2 separate regions of the Mus musculus genome follow, and region 2 is linked to region 1. Evidence: chromatin contacts called from public HiChIP or PLAC-seq data. All regions are on one chromosome and are shown on one strand. Each heading gives the region's core, a stretch centred on a gene start, on an enhancer-like site or on the middle of the called end of the contact. The rest is flanking DNA. Distances are from core to core; before and after follow the strand shown. Region 1 holds the start of Tom1l1 (target of myb1-like 1 (chicken)). Region 2 holds the start of Kif2b (kinesin family member 2B).

Evidence for each region. HiChIP or PLAC-seq counts read pairs in DNA pulled down with a chosen protein or histone mark.
Region 2: an H3K4me3 HiChIP or PLAC-seq map of embryonic forebrain shows a contact between it and region 1, with 9 times the contacts expected there. The contact joins the promoter of Kif2b here to the promoter of Tom1l1 in region 1. A contact is called at or near these places in 10 of 39 promoter capture datasets (the 3T3-L1 cell line, the C10 cell line, cranial neural crest and 4 more), 1 of 484 Hi-C or Micro-C datasets (cortical neurons), 5 of 115 datasets of contacts at active chromatin or transcription factors (astrocytes, embryonic forebrain, embryonic stem cells and 1 more) and 1 of 9 other capture datasets (embryonic stem cells).

Annotation. Positions count from the first base shown.
Region 1 is chr11:90,685,319-90,690,332 of GRCm38.p6, forward strand. Tom1l1 (target of myb1-like 1 (chicken)) reads right to left here and starts at 2,283. Exons shown (of 16, transcript NM_001357543.1): 1 at 2,195-2,283. The coding sequence starts at 2,252.
Region 2 is chr11:91,574,879-91,579,537 of GRCm38.p6, forward strand. It overlaps Kif2b (kinesin family member 2B), which reads right to left and starts at 2,677. Exons shown (of 1, transcript NM_028547.3): 1 at 408-2,677. The coding sequence starts at 2,577. The coding sequence ends at 571.

The DNA.
Region 1 (5,014 bases), core at 1,033-3,532:
CTCCTCCTGAACAATTCTCAGTAACTCAGGAATCGATCAGAAGCCAAGGCCAGAGTGCTGCTGTTTCGACAGCAATGAGTGAGCCACTACGAAAGCCTGCAACAAATCTCCAGCCTCCAGTGGCTTTCAGAAGCCAGAACTAGAGATCTGTGCCTTACTGGGCAGACACGGACGAGGTGAACAGCACATCACTAAGTCTATTCTCTTTTAACCCATGGTTACAGATGATGAAAGAGAAATTCAGAGAGAGTAAGGAGATTAACCTAGGTCACACATCAAGTATGATGGGGAACTTGCATTCAAATCAAGGGTATTTGCGATATTTATATTTTTAAAGTATGTATCGGGAGGGGTGTGAGGAAAAAAAAAAGGCAGAGCTAGCACAATTACAGAGCAAGATGGCTTCCGGCATCAAACTTACACCAGGCAGATTTACATACTCACACCCTTGACATTTCCTTCTCTAGATGACTTCATTAAGGACACAGGACCAGGGTCAGAAAACCGCTAACGCAGTGGGTCTCAACCCTCCTAATGCTCTGACTCTTTAGTACACTTCCTTATGTTATGGTGACCCCCAACCATAAAATTGTTTTCACTGCCTACTTCACAACTGCAATTTTGCTAGTTATAGATTGCAACGTAGATATCAGTGTTTTCCCACGGTTTTAGGGGATCCCTGTGAAAGGGTCATTGGAACCCCTTCCCCAAAGGGTCTCAACCCACAGGTTGAGAAACATTACTGTACTGTCTGCCTGCTTATTGGCATCTATGACAAAGATACCCATGTACGGTGCAAACCATAGTGTGTGGCTTTAATGGGGTTCTAAATGGACAAAGCTGGGCCATCTTGCTCGTGTCGCTAGGCACACATTGTTCTTCCATCTGGATACTTCTTTCTCTCAACATGCTCATTCCTAGAGAACTCTTATTCACACTTCAAAGGCTGTGGCCGAGTTCGTTTCTCCCTTTTTTAAAGTTTTGTTTGCAAACTACGTGGTATCTTTCAGTATTATAAGGGTATCTTAACAGTGGATGCTGCAGAATATGGCCATTCTCCTTATCACCAGGTAAGTTCCCTGGGGGATGGGACTATGCCTTCCCGAAGGCATCCAGCTAGTAGTTCTAAATGTTTTCAAAACTAAGGGATAATCGGACATTGCCGAAGTGCCTTTTGCCTGCGAAGCTTCAGCGAGGATCCATTTCTGCTCGGAACTCGTTCTAAGACATACTATTCAGCAAGGAGATGGGCAGTTACAGTGCTTTTCCTAGAGGGCAGCTCTCTTGCAGTATTGTAAAGATGTGGAAACTCAGGTTTAAGTTCAAAGGTGCGGCCCATCCCCGCAGCAGTTAGTTTAACTTACTTCCAATCTAAACTTTCTGAGACTGAGTCTTAGAACTACCAGGTTCATAGGATTTCATCACCCCACCAAGTTCCCAACAGTTTGCCTGTCATTAATACACCCTGGTGCCACACCCTGTCCCCAAGGGAGGGGGCAGGGTAAAGAAGGGAGCTGAGGTGGCAAAAAGCCAATTGTATGTAGTCAGTGACTTCTGCATCCACCTCTGTAATTCAGAACACAAACACAAGGGATAAGGAAGGACCAGGCTGGCTGGATTGGAGGGTGATGCGTGGTCTAAGAGCCTCAGTGACTGCAGACGGCCCCTCTCCCAATCTCCCTCTTTAAGCAAAAGGCCGGCTCACATCGCTTGGGCTGTGCGCTGGAGAAAATTGGTTTGGAGAAACCTGCCTCTCAGGGTGAGATCACGTCAATTAGCGTCTCAGATCTCTCTTTCTGGTCTGTAAAATGGGTATAACAATAAGGTGCTGAGAGTGGACGACGCACTTTATGAAGAACCTTCCCCGGGTCAAGAAGTTTCCACTTTCTCCTCCCAGCGGTCCCAATACTCCACGCAGTGCTGTGCTGCGGGCCACCTGCTTGCTCCACTCGCCCAGCATTTTGAACTTTGCATTTTTTTCGGAGAGGTTCTGGTATGAGTGAGCCAAACTCAGAAAGGTGGAAAGTGGCCGCAGGTGGCACGCAGGTGGCGTGGGAAAGCTGCGGGGGAGGGTAGCATTTCCTCCGACTTGGTCCAACTCGCCCCCCACCCTCCAATCGAGAATGGAGTGGAACCGGCAAAGCTCCCACGGTTCCCCAAGCCAGCCGGGATGTTACTCCCTGCGCCTCCTTACCTATGAGGTGACCCACAGAGGTAGCGTAAGGATCGCGGTGACTCTTCCCAAACGCCATGGTAGCTCCAGAGAGCCCTCCCAGGAAATCCGCCTCCACCGCCCTCCGACTCCACCCGCTCCGTGCCCGAGGCTCCTCCTCTCCGCTCCAGCGCTTGGCTGCCGCGGAGAGGCGCCAGGCAGCGAGCAGGGCGGGGACCCGGGGGACTTGGCGCACCTGCCGCGTGCTCCTGGCGCTTCCCGCACCTCGTGACTCTAGGTGGGCTGGGAGCCCGGGTGGAGTGATGTGACTCCGCACCCCGGGCCTGCGAACTCAGAGTCCAGCTCCAACATCTCCACCGCAGGGCTGAAGACCGCTCCCCTCTCTTTGGAGACTAGACAGTGTGGGATTAGTTGCTAACACAGACTCGAGGGTTATTGCTAAGGTTTATTCAGACAAGGACATAGACCTCTCAAGTCACACACCTCCAGAACAATGAGACTTCGCCTATCACCACTCCGGAGGTCCCTGAACCGATTTTTGCGCCCTACCCTTTAAATCTACGGAACTGGGAGGAGGATGGGCTGTCTAGGAGAGCCAAGACCTCCCTTGAGCCCGGGCTTTGTTTTTCACCCGTTTCCAAGAGGGACCACGAGGCGCCACCACACAAGCTTTTGGCTTCTAGCTCTATCTCCTAGGAACCCTGCTTTCCAGCCTTATGGTGAAAGGAGAGAGGGGCCTTTCCTGGGGCTCTGGCAGGAAATATGTTTGGTATGTAAATCCACATTAAGAAACCAAACCTCTCTGTTTCTATTTGAACCAAGATTTCTTTTTCCTTTTCCGCGGCACGGCTAACATCAGATACCCATGCTTCTGATCTGTAGGATGCCTCCTGAGACGATGGGCTACTCTGCTGGTAGATTTTGCTTCCTGTAGCTAACTGGGACTGAGCTTCACATTAATAGTGGGTTTATTCCCCCCACCCCGAAATGGTGACTAGAAAGAGCAGGAGGACCTGGCCTGACTCATGTTTTTGGTCTTCCATATTTTAGCATAGATGTCAAAACCAATTACATTATGCTCCAAGTGGCTATCATTTGTTGTATTGATCCGGAATCTTCCTCCACCTCCCCCTGTTTGTCCTCCTCCATGAGTGAGTTAACATCGGGATCCTACAATGTAAAATACGGCATTTTTGTTATGATGGTGTTTCTTATGATGAGGTCAGTCCTACCTGAAATAGGACATGCCTATCAGGCTCACTAGCTGTTTCATGTGGTGCGATCTCTCCACTGTGGCAGTCAAGTAGTCTTTACAGCTGATGTTGAAAACCTCTTTTGGCTCTCTCAGCAGCCTGATCTCTGTCTGTCCCTAGCAAATCATTTTGCCTTCATTGCCGTGTGTGATGGGGCAACATTAAGAAGAAAGTCAAAGGCTGGAGAGATGGCTTAGCAGTTAAGAGCACTGACTCCTCTTCCAAAGGTCCTGAGTTCAATTCCCAGCAACCACATGGTGGCTCCCAACCATCTGTAATGGTATCTGATGCCATCTTCTGGTGTGTCTGAAGACAGCTACAAGTGTACTCATATACATAAAATAAATAAATCTTTTTTAAAAGGAGGTGGAGAGGAGAAGGTCAAGTTCTGCCTAAGCTGAAGTGATGATGACTTTCTGTCAGGAAAGAGAAGTTGGATGGAACCCAGGATCCCCGTAGATCATTTATCCCTGCTTCTACCGAGAGGGTGGTTAGGCTTTTGGTTTTCCTCTGCCTGATTTCCTTACATGGCAAGATTGAGGGAGAGCAGGAAGAATAGTAGCAAGGAGTGTGTCCTGGGCACAGTGGCTGATGACTGATCTCTCTCAGCCACTGTCCTTCAGGATGTCGTGATGTCTGTAGCCATGTCTTTCTACGCTCTGTCACTTTCTCCATGATCCTGTTCTTCCACAGGCGTGATTATCAACCCAGTCAATGTCACTGCGGTCTGGGAGAAGGCTGTTAGAAGTCACAGCCAAGTTGAGGTCAGAAAAGAAAGATTCTTCTAAACACACAGTAAGGATTAAATATCGAACTAACACTGGGCTGGAGGCGTGGCTCAGTGATGAAAAGAACTGGCTGCTCTTCTAGAGGACCAGGGTTTGATTTCCAGCACCCACCTGGCAGCTGACAGCCATAGGCAACTCCAGTTCCAGGGAATATGACACTCTCTTCTGGCATACAGGAGCACTAGGTACACACATGGTGCACAGAAATGCAAGCAGGCAAACTACTTATCATATATAAAATAAAATAACGTTTAAATACATGAATAAATTGGTAGACACTAGGAAACCTTACACAGTTTCAGTTTTAAGAATTCTCCCTAAGCAACTTTAATACATGCTTATGTATAATATGTGTGTGTGTGTGAGTGTGTGTAGGTATGCACTGTGCCACACTCTCTGTGTGTCTCCTTGTCTCTGTCTCTCTGTTTCTTCTGTCTGTCTGTCTGTCTGTCTGTCTGTCTGTCTGTCTGTCTGCCTGTCTCTCTCTGTGTGTGTGTGTGTGTGTGTATTTGTGTACTAGTCAGAGGTAAACCTCAGAATTCTGTTGTTGTTGTCAAGTCTCATAAGCCATGCCAGCCAGTCCAGGAACTCCCAGGAGGTTTTCTGTCTCTGTCTCCCACCTCACTACAGAATCGCTGTGATTGCAGATGCATGCTACTGCCCGCCCCCCCTCCCCCCGCCACCGCCCCATGGTTTTGAAGATTCAAACTCAAGTCCTCATACTTGCCGTGTATGCAAATGCTTGCACGCTCACCAAGCCCTCTCCTCAGCCTTGCTAATCATTTTCATATGTGTAAGTC
Region 2 (4,659 bases), core at 1,427-3,926, 890 kb after region 1:
GCGTCTGAACCTCAGGGCTATTTTAATTTTCAAACAATCAGGTAATTATTTGTGTGGGAAGCAATCTCTGAATTATAGAGTATTTGGCAAGTTCTCTGGTGACTCCACATTATGTTAGCATCCCCCTACCCCAGTTAAAACAATCAAAAAATATTTCTTTTTGAAACAGGGTTTCTCTGTGTAGCCCTGGCTGTCCTGGAACTCACTCTGTAGACCAGGCTGGCCTCGAACTCAGAAATTCGCCTAGCCTCTGCCTCTCAAGTGCTGGGATTAAAGGCGAGCGCCACCACTCCAGGCCTAATCAAAATGTTTCTTAACACCACCAGTTGTCAGTATGGATTGGGGTAGGGAAAATCTTCATAGGGTCTAACCCAGCGACACACAGAATGAAAGCAAACTACGGAAATACAGAGGCAGAAGAGAAGACCACATTTTTGACCAGGGTGCTTTAAGATGTAAATTCTCCAAGGGGACCTTTATGCTTAGATAATTTGGACAGATTACTGTAACAAGAGGTAGAAATGTCAGAACTGTATCCAAGATCTCACTCCTGATCTCTGATCATTGCTGTCACTCAACTTGGCTTTTCTTTTGGAGGTCTTCTCGTAGTGATTGGAGCTTTTTTTGGATATCAGTCAGCACACCGATTTTCTGCTCCAAAACAGACAAAGACTGCGCAATGCAAAAATCCACATCACCGTTGACTCCCTCAGCCGTTTCTTGGATGGCCTCCCACCACTGGTTGGACCTGCTCCATGAAGCTGCTGGCTCCTTTTTTGATGTGAGTTCATCACTTTCTTTCTCTTCCTCTTTCTCTACAGTAGGTATCTGAATAACTTCATCCCTCTGAAGGGACTTTCCCGAATTCGTATTGTCGTTTTCTATCATCAGTGGTACCTCATGGCCAGGTGGAGAGACACAGTGATGGTAGGGCCTTGCCTCTAAAGCTAATTCTTTGACTCTGTTGGCGTATCTTAAAGTATTGAGAGTATTCTCACAGGAAGTCATCCCGGGTGAGATTGTCGCGATCATGCACGTATAGGAGTTCTGCCCTATGAAGGAATCCCGTAGCACCTGCGTGAGTTTGCTGGCTCTGAATGGGGTATGAGACTTGTTCTTACCCAAAGCCCTGATGCACTCTTTCAGGGCTAGCAGACTTTTATTGATCTCAGCCCCTTCCAGCTGCCTCTTCCGGGTGGCCTTGGCAGTATCTGCTCCCCTTTCGTTCCCAGCTAAGTCAACCAGGGAAAACTTGCCGTGCAGCTTCCCTCCAGCCTTGAGAATGAGCTGGAACACAGCATGGCTCCTGGAGGAGTGGGCGTTGACCGAGGTCTGACCGGAAGTCCGACAGCTGTTCCCGAGCTCCACCAGATTCAGGACTTCCTCCACACAGCTCACCTCCTGCTCCTGCAGCCCCACCACTTGGACTTGCTGATTTCCATCCTCCAGGACTTGTAGTTTCTTCTTCCAGTTCAACAGATCGTACACTTTGCCACCATAGATCTCAAAAAAGGTCCCATAGACTTTGAGTTCCAATTTCTCATAGGCTGGGGTTTTTAGTAGGAGGAAGACATCCTGAGCTACCAGGGCGTAAATGCCTTTAGAACAATCTTGGGCCTTTCCTAAAAAGGCTCCGCCCATCGTGTGGGTTTTTCCACTGCCAGTCTGCCCGTAGGCAAAGCAAGTTGCCATGCCCTTTCGGAAGATGGACTCCACAAGAGGCCTGGCGGTGAACTGGTAAACTAGTTCATTGGATGCCTTGTCGTCGAAGGCGTGGTCAAAACAGAAGGTCTGGTTTTCCAAGTAGCGGGTCAGGTCCACCTTTTGTTTAGACTCGTGGACCATGACTACATTGTGCGAGGGAATAGTGATGATATCGAGGTCCTTCATCGTCGTCTCTCTCTGATTAAGAGGGCGCTTTCTCACACACACACAGATCCGGTGGTCTTCTGGGGGCTCCAGGCTGGACATCTTGCTGCTATCTAGACGCCTGCGATACTCCTCAATCATGCGCATAGTCTCGAAGTTCGGATTTCCAGTGTTGATGTCAAGGGCTCGTCTAGCTCGGATCTCTAGCTGCAGTCGGCGGCGCTTCTCTCTCTGCTTCTGCAGCTTTTCAATTTCCCGTAGGCAGGGGGATTTTTTCCGCTTCATCAGACAAGGGTTGCTGGGGATCATCAGGGTTTGGCTGTCCCCTGAGGGTGTTTCATTTCTGTGTGGGATCATCGCAATCCACTTGGTGGCTGTACGCTGGTCTCCAATGGCAGTAGATGGTACTACAGACACTGGGCGCAGGGGCCTACGTGACCGTTGGTGTTCAAGAGAGGCCAGAGCCGGATTCAACAGAAGTACAGTCTCCAGTTCGATCTTCTTTCCTTTTTTGACTCCTTTCTCAACCCACTCTACTGTGACCCAGGAGTTTTCTCTGTTGATCTCTGTGACCACAGCCAGGTGAATCCGTTTGTCACTGCGCTGGATTGCCACACAGATGCCAACCTGGAAGTCTGTGAAGTGGGATTTCAGAGGTTTAAGGGGTGAGAGGCGTGGGGCCAGAGGAAGGCAGAACTGGCTGGCCATGGTGAGTGGAGTTACCAGGGCTCGTTTTCTGAGCCTCTTGGCGTTGGCACAACAGGACCGGAGTCCAAGCCAGCCTGAATGTCCAGAGCTCGAGCATTGATGTGTGTTGCTCATGCCTTTGTGAGCCAGGCACCTGGGTATTGGCTGAGGGTCCTTTCGTCACAAAGGGACCAAAGAATGGTGCTGAAGAGATGGGGGTCTGTAGGTGAAGACGTGTTAACATCTGTGTTAGGGTAGGGCAGAGACAGCTGAAACAGATTTTGCCCTGCCAGTGAGCATGGGTGGATCTAAGGAGTGTGCGTGCGTGCGTGTGTGCGTGCGTGCGTGTGTGCGTGCGTGCGTGCGTGTGTGTGTGTGTGTGTGTGTGTGAGAGAGAGAGAGAGAGAGAGAGACAGAGACAGAGACAGAGACAGAGACAGAGAGATAGAGACAGACAGAAACAGACAGAGACAGACAGAGACAGACAGAGACGGACAGAGACAGACAGAGACAGACAGAGAGATGACAGAGAGACAGAGACAGAGAGACAGAGAGAGACAGAAACAGAGAGACAGAGAAAGAGACAGAGAGACACAGAGACAGAGAGACAGAGACAGAGAGACAGAGACAGAGACAGAGACAGAGACAGAGACAGAGAGACAGAGAGACAGAGACAGAGAGACAGAGACAGAGAGACAGAGACAGAGAGACAGAGAGACAGAGACAGAGAGACAGAAAGAGACACAGAGACAGAGAGAGACACAGAGACAGAGAGACAGAAAGAGTCAGAGAAAGAGACAGAGAGACAGACAGAGGCAGAAACAGACAGAGGCAAGAGAAATGAGGTCTGGAAAAAAGTCGTGGAAGTGTGCTTTTGGTCCATGTAAACACCATGGAAACTTATGCTTTGCACATATCCATTCCCCCTGAGAATCTGACATCTGTAGTTTTGAGTTTAAGCACAGTTATGAAATCCCCTTGAGCACTCTAGGGATCAGTGCGAACAGATACAGGTAAGGAGTGTTACAAATCTGGGATTTTAGGGAAAAAATGCAACAAGACACTGTTGAAGAATGCTCTAAGTGTGCCACCTTCTTCCATGCTTGTCTAATGCACACAGCATAAAGTTATGCAAGTTTAATGGACTTTCTCATTACAAAATCAGAACGAGTTGAAGAGAGCAGGTCATTACTGTAGTTTGTTAAGGCAGAACTTTGCTACAGCACCAGAGCTTGCAAACACAAGATGTTTATCGCATCCCAAGTGCTTCCTGACAGGTACAAAGTGAATGTTATTGGGATTCCTGTCACTGCAGAGGTTGAGAGGAGTTTAGTAATTACAACAGAAAACCCCACCAGTAATTACACCTCTGGACTCATTATCTTAAAGGAGAGCCTTCCATGATCCAACAAAATTCTCTCTCTCTCTCTCTCTCTCTCTCTCTCTCTCTCTCTCTCTCTCCTCCCTCCCCTTCCTCTCTCCCTCACTCCCTCTCTTTTCTGACTGTCTCCTCATCTATCTGTCTGTCTGACTCCCTCCCTCCCTCCTTCCTTCCCTCCCTCCCTCCCTCCTCTCTCCCTCACCCTCTTTCCTGTCTGTCTCCTCTGTGTCTGTCTGTCTGTCTCTCCTCTCTCTCTTCATCCTTCCCCCTCTTTCCTGTCTTCTCTGTCTGTCTGTCTGTGTGTGTGTGTGTGTGTGTGTGTGTGTGTGTGTGTGTGTTTGTGTGTTGAAGTATTTTACAAGTAGCTAAGGAGGGTAAGTAGGTTAGAGTTTATAAGAAAACAGTTAAGATCATGTGAGTGGAAAGTATATTTAGTTTTCGGATAATCTATAAAGAGAAGATGACACCCGCTGCCCAGCCCCACTCCATCAGTACACATTGTCCTTTGCATGGTGACTTTGGGTGTGTTCATAGTCACAGCTGTGAGAAAACATTCTGTAGCACAGTGTCCTCAGAGCTTTCTCTTGAAACAAGGGTCACTATAGAAATAAGTTCTGTTATAAAATAACCGCCTTGTGGTCATTGTCAATACATTTAGTAAATCTTAGGTCACTTGATAAATTAGTTAAGTGTAAAAAAAAAATCCCAATTTGGGGGGAAGA